2 separate regions of the Gossypium hirsutum genome follow, and region 1 is linked to region 2. Evidence: chromatin contacts called from public Hi-C data. All regions are on one chromosome and are shown on one strand. Each heading gives the region's core, a stretch centred on a gene start, on an enhancer-like site or on the middle of the called end of the contact. The rest is flanking DNA. Distances are from core to core; before and after follow the strand shown.

Region 1 (3,288 bases), core at 760-3,259, 150 kb after region 2:
TGTTACGTATAATTGTTTGGTTAATCTATCAGTCACACCAATTTTTAAGAGTAGAAATGAATGAAATTTTATTCGAAAGGATTAGTATAGAGACTACTTGCTTATTTTTTAGTAAAGGGAGTAAAATACAATCTGACTCTTAATATAGGAACTTTCAAAATGTTTTTTTTTTTAATTACCCCACATATTCCTCGGACTATATAAATATTGGTACAGGAATGAAATCCCTCCAAGTTTGATTATATCAGCACCCAATTACCTACCTGCCCGTTAACATCATCCATAAAAGTTTTCAACATCCTAATTTGATGCCCCTTTTTAGAACTGGTAATTGGCTTGTCATTGTATCTTTTTATTCATTAGATTCTATAGTTAGGTAAAGTGCGAAACTCAACCGAAAGTGTTTTCATGATTTAGATTTTCATGAAAATATTTTAAAGTAGTTTAATTGATAGGAGTATTGTTGTCAATGTAAAATATAGTTTTGAGTGCATTGAAACGTATTATTCTCTTATTTATAAGTTCGAGTGGGATTACAGGTAATTTAAAGTATTGTGTTAGAAAAACAGATATGATCCGAACATATAAATTTTGTTAAGTAAATTATAAATGAAGAGATAAAAATATGCCGTGCTACTTAACCTTATATCTCCTACAAAATAGAATAGGGTCTGTTAGCTTATAAAAAAAGAAATATATTTATGTAGTGGCAAATCTTGTTAATTCAATTACATTATTTTTATTCAAAGTTGGCATATTTGCAATATAAATCATTTCAAGCGATACCTTCAAAGAGGAGTGTCATGTAATATATATATATATATATGCTTGATGAAAAAATCAAAGAATATAAATATAATCAGTCTTCTACATTATAGCAACCACTATAATCGTTTAGTTTTTTTTTTTTTTAAGAATCTACTTTTTTTATGTTTTATTTTAATAATTATAACAGATTTTCACTTGTAATAATAATATTTATAGTTATGAAATATATTATTTATTAAATTAATTTTCTGTAATAACATATGATCTAATTTTTTAAAATAAAATTATAACGATTTTATGTAAGCATGCCTATATTTATCATTTATTAAATGATAAAATTAAATGAAATTTATTTTAATTAAAATATTATTTCAATAAAATGATAAAATTTCATGTGAAAAAATTTATTAAATGAATAGAATTAAATATATCAATCCAATAAATTATTAAGTTCCCTAATCAAATATTTTACTATCAATTTGGAACATTATAAACTTATAAGTTGATTAGTTGAATTTAGTAACTCGTGATAAATTAATTAAATTAATTTTATAACTCATTGATTCATTAAACTTATTAGATTTAGGAACTTTATAATTAACGTAAAATAAAAAATGTATAAAAATAATAATGCATGCACGTTTTATACGTCTTGTAACGTTTTTTTCTTTGATTCTCACTTTTTTTCAACATAATTTCACTTTCTTTGTTTGATGAAAGTTCACGATATAAATTCTATGATAAGCTTACAACGATTATTTCCCTATAATAGTATGTTGTTATAGGTGTATAACAATCTCTTTATAATATGTAAAATTTGGACAAACAATAAAACTGTTACGGTTATATATGACTATAAAATATTTATAAATTTTTTTTATTTTTTTTAAATTAAAATAAAAACATTTGCTTTTTTTTCCTAGAAAAATCATGCTTATCACAGCCAATTTTTAATTTTCACCCACAAACCATTTAATACAAGTAAGAGCAATATATATATATAAATTATGATCCGATGTATAATATTGAATCTCTGTAAATTTATGTATAAAATTTTGGTTTAATTCAATTTTTATAACACAGTAATAATATTATTGAATTATCACCATTTTATTTTGATATATTGTATATACAAAAATCATATTAATTTAATATTATATGTATTTACTTTTTAGAATATATAAAATTAAATTAAATTAAAAATTTCATGTATTTATAATTCAATTATCATAATTATAATTACACTCAAGATTATTTAAGGGTTGACGAACCGTACGTACATCCTCTTGAAACTAGGGTTTGGGTTGGGGCAGTGGTGTATTGTATATAGTATATAAGGACATTTGTTCTCTTATTTGGACAAGCGCCGAGACAGAGCAGAGCAGACAGACTAGAAAAGAAGAGAAGATGGAGCAAACATTCATCATGATCAAGCCTGATGGGGTCCAAAGAGGCCTGGTATTGCTTCTACTTCACTCTTTCTCTTCCCCCCCACCCCCCTTTGATTCTTTGATTCTAACTTCACTGCTACCAAAAAGAAAATTAAAAAAAACAACCTTTGGGTCGTGTTTCACTTTTAAGGACAATTAACTGATTTTCGGTTTTCAGTTGCTTTAGTTAAGATTTAGTAGATCTAGTAAACAAAAGCAACATGCTGTTTTTAGTTTTCAACTTAGCTTCACTTACAAAGTATTATCTTAGTCTTATTTTGATTCTTTTGCATGTTCGATTTTGGGTTAAAAATGATATCTTTTTTGGGTGTTTATTGAGGTTCATGTATTTCTTTTCAGGTTGGTGAAATCATCGGCAGATTTGAGAAGAAAGGCTTCAATTTGAAAGGTAAGATCTATCATTTTGCCCCCTTTACTTAAAAAAATAGCAAATTAGTTCCTGTATCTTAGATAAAAGAGAAATCTGTCTCGTACCTCCATGATATTTTTACCTAAATTCCTCTGCTTTTTCCCGTGTTTTATATTATCAAGTGTTGGTTTCTTTGGATTTTTGAAATTGATTTTAGGTACCTTTTAGGTATACAGTTTTGAGTGGTATGCAGCTTATCTGACATTGGATGTGCCTAATTTAGGGTTGAAGCTCATCAGTGTGGATCGATCTTTTGCCGAGAAGCACTATGCTGACCTGTCTGCAAAACCCTTCTTTAATGGGCTCGTAGAGTACATTATCTCCGGTCCGGTCGTTGCTATGATTTGGGAAGGTAAGAATGTTGTTACCACAGGTCGCAAGATTATCGGAGCCACAAACCCAGCTGAATCTGCTCCGGGAACAATCCGTGGTGACTTTGCAATTGACATTGGGAGGTATATTTGGTGTCTCCCTTTCTTTACTTTCAATTGTTAGGATACTTGCATGTTATTGACACTTGAGCTAACACTTTTCCATGTGTTGAAATGGATTGGTTTCTGCAGGAATGTGATCCATGGGAGTGATTCCGTCGAGAGTGCAAGGAAGGAAATCGCCCTTTGGTTCCCTGAATGCCCTGTTAACTGGCAGAGCAGCCTTCAC
Region 2 (3,593 bases), core at 486-2,985:
CTATGTTGTTTCAAAGCACCAATAAAACTATCCTTGTTGATAAACTGATTACCAACTTCAAATTCAGCAGAATCTACCCCCCGAACTTGTACGATCACGCAACCGGTGTGGTAGATCTGGAAACTCTAATGCATCATCTGCAAAGAGATCGACATTATGCATGTGGGCCAGATGTGAGTATACTCTGAATCGTGGATTTTCTTCTTCGTCTGAACTCCTTTCAGCATCTTCAGGTTCTGTTGGAATAGGCTCCGGTTCAGAAAATAAGCCAACTTCTGCACCATCTGGCCCGGGCTCTCGAGGTGGATCCACATCGGACTCATCTTCTAACCCACAATCATCTGCAGCGTACGAAGTCCCTTCACCGGTTGACGTCGTAGGGAGTATGTCATCCCTTCTTCGGGGCATTTGATAACGTCCCCAATTGAGTGTAGATTGCCACCCACTAGAACTTGATGCCGTTCCCCAGTACGTATTTCCAGCATCAGACGTCGAGCCATCAACGTACATGTCCTATCCACCAACAGAGTGTCTTGCGGGGGATGTGCATTCGACACCGCTACCGAACATGAGCTGTTCTATATTTTATAACCCGCTAACCGAGTGTCGGCCAGGGGTCGTGTATACATCTCGAACACTGGTCGCAAGTACCTCAGTTGGCGATGTAAATTGTACATATAACTCAATATAAGCTGCTCCACTAGCAAGATAAGTCTGCACCATTGCCTCCAAGCTACGAGCACATTTTATGTCGAATGAGTCATATGTCACTGGATCAACAGAAGAACAAAATCGATACGTGATAGACAGAACTTTCATTGGCGTTATTTCGAAAATTTTACGCCTAATTCTTTTACGAAGTTCTGTCAAATCTATGTTCTGGTTAAAAACAGTCGCACCGTATTCTCCGACAAAAAAACAACACCATTCTCGGTGTGGCAAACCTCACCATCGTAGTAAATAACAGCACTAATACGTTCACTCATATTTGAAACTCTAACATTCTTAGCCTCTCTAAATTGTTTCTGCTCTGACTTATGCATTCTGAGAATATTTTCTGTCTAATTTATAGCCTTAGCCCAAACAGGCTACTGTAGCAAAAGCGCGTCCCCAAGGGTGCGATTTTCACAAATTCTTCTCAAATAGCATCTTGCTAGAAGCGAATTTATACTATTTGCTCAGAAACGTAAAAAAAAAATTATTTCATCCATGACCTACTGTAGCAAGAGCGCGTCCACGAGGGCGCGATTTCAAAATTTCTTCTCAAATAGCATCCTGCTAGAAGCGATTTTATACTATTTGCTCAGAAAGGTCAAAAAAATTATTTCTTCCCAGACCTAAAAACCTTAAAAAGCCTAAACCCTAAACCCTAAACCCTAAAAGCCAAAAAAAACTAACATGAAAAAAACGTCAAAATCGTGTCCCCCGGAACGCGCTACGTATCGGCCGACATCGCGCTAACGTGACAGCGATTTCGGGGAAAATGGACCAATCCGGTAAATAATTAAGTAGTTGGCCCATTTCGGTAATTAATGAAAAAAATGGGTTTTTTTTAGTAAAATGCCCCAAAATTTGACCTAAAATTAAAATAAAATATTAAAAGTTGACGGATTTCTTTGAACCCGACACGTGGTAGAGTTCACGTCTTATGCTCACGCCACGTGTATAAAATAGTCAACGTCTCTCATTGACCGTGAGACTTGGCGCGGACTGCTAAACTGCACCGTTCGTTCACTTCCAGTCTCTGTGCTGTCAAGACGGATGATGAGAATCTCTCAACGAACTCCTCTCGCTTTACGCTTCCATTGTTTTGAACAAAAAATTAAGCACGTAAACTCAGATCTCCGCCATCTCTATTGGTTTATATCCATTCCCCAATGCTATGGCAGCGGCCTCTGCCGCCGCAGACGATCGATCCGCAGAGGCGGCCGCCGCCTCCGCTGCCCATGGATCCTTCTCTTTCTAAATGTGCTTCCGATGTCGTTTCTGAATCTTTAGTTTTGCGGAACGTTTCGTCTCCTAACGACGCGACCGGTTGCAACGATCCTTCCATTTCATGGCAAACACTAGTCACAGAGATGTTGAAATTCAGGTTCCTTATCTTTTTATCATTCTCGTAAGAACTTAATTCATTTCTCTGTTCCGTTTATAAAAGGGAAATAGGCGAGAAAGTAGATTAGAATTTTTTTTTACGTTAGTTTTCTCAATTATTGATGATTATGCGTGAGCTCGAAACAAATTTCCATTATTTAGGCGTATTTACTTTCATTAATCTTTATATTATTGAAAATCTGTTGAAGATTTCTGTTGAAGATTTCTTCTTCTCGTGGTTAAATTCGTAATTTAAACTCTGGAAGTTTAAATGCATTCGGTGTTCTAAGTGGCTAAGGACCATCTTGATGAAGACTATAGATAGAAGTGCCAACCTTTTTGGTAAAAGTGCCGTAATAGTACTATGAAGTTAAATGATATGGGAATTTTAGAATCATCATTTAGTTCGTTAAAAGCGGTGCCAAATTTCTTAGGCTGAATGCTTGTGAGAGACCAATAAGGGAGTGAACTCATGGTTACTAGCGAACAAGTAGCTGTTTGGCAACAAGCTCGATTGAAGATAAATGTCGAATTTTGTCTGGTTGGTGTTCTGGAAAAGAGAAATATGATTTTTAAATATTTTTATCTAATAATATTTTGAAAAGAGGTGGTTTATTAGAGGTTTTAATCAATGAATAAAGGGTAATGTACTTAAACTTGGAATTATTACATAAGGTAGGCATGGAGACTTACTATGCTAATAAGCCTTTCCAAAAAGGAGGAACCAAATGCATTTAAAAAGAAGAGTTAAATCCTCGATAATTTTTAGCATAATGGCTAAATCTTATACTTCTGAATTTCAGTCTCCAACAACTTTGAAGAGTGAAGAATACCGCCAACTGTTTAGGCTTCCTCCTGAAGAGGTGAGTGTCTTTAGGTTGTTGTGATCTCTTGCTGTTAGCAATTCTCTACTTGTCTCTCTCTTTTTGGGCATTCTTTGGTTTGTAAACATGAAAATCTTTTCTGTGATGAATGAGAAAGAGGTACTTTAAGTTTGTAGTTAAGAAGTTTTGGACACCTAAACATTCATGTAGTACATGCACCAACCAAAGAATATGTTATTTTGTTTTCGGTCAATGTTTTGAAAATGCTTGTTCATTCTTTCTCTCCTACTTTATATTCTAAACAATAATTCTAGTCATCTTTAAACATTTTTAAAACAATCTCTGAATTTCAAAAGAAGTGAGTGTTTCTAGTCTGTAGTCTACTCATTATCCCCAGGGGTCAACAATCCTTTGATTTTCTCCTTTTTGTTTGACAGTCTTTGCCCTTAAATGAACTTGTCCTTTCTCCTAATTAACATGATAGAGATAATGAAACATTGCATTAAGGAAGATGCCAGAAACCAAATCTTTTTATTTTTACTTTTGGTCATATATTTTTAACTCGTAGTTTGAAATTTCTCACTACTTTGCATTTTAGACATCTAATGATATTGTAGGAACATTTTCTTTTGACCTCCAATGCAGTTCCTTGTTCAAGATTTCAACTGTGCATTCCAA

Evidence for each region. Hi-C and Micro-C count contacts between places; a contact is called where the count stands out from the background.
Region 1: a contact with region 2 is called in a Hi-C map of leaf, with 3 times the contacts expected there. The contact joins the promoter of LOC107945569 here to the promoter of LOC107945563 in region 2. A contact is called at or near these places in 7 of 34 Hi-C or Micro-C datasets (callus, hypocotyl, leaf and 1 more).

What each region holds. Positions count from the first base shown.
Region 1 is chrD12:38,380,171-38,383,458 of Gossypium_hirsutum_v2.1, forward strand. It overlaps LOC107945569 (nucleoside diphosphate kinase B), which reads left to right and starts at 2,010. Exons shown (of 4, transcript XM_016879626.2): 1 at 2,010-2,226; 2 at 2,559-2,607; 3 at 2,852-3,083; 4 at 3,192-3,288. The coding sequence starts at 2,176.
Region 2 is chrD12:38,230,839-38,234,431 of Gossypium_hirsutum_v2.1, forward strand. LOC107945563 (protein VASCULAR ASSOCIATED DEATH 1, chloroplastic) reads left to right here and starts at 1,736. Exons shown (of 18, transcript XM_041106636.1): 1 at 1,736-2,092; 2 at 2,895-2,954; 3 at 3,561-3,593. The coding sequence starts at 2,057.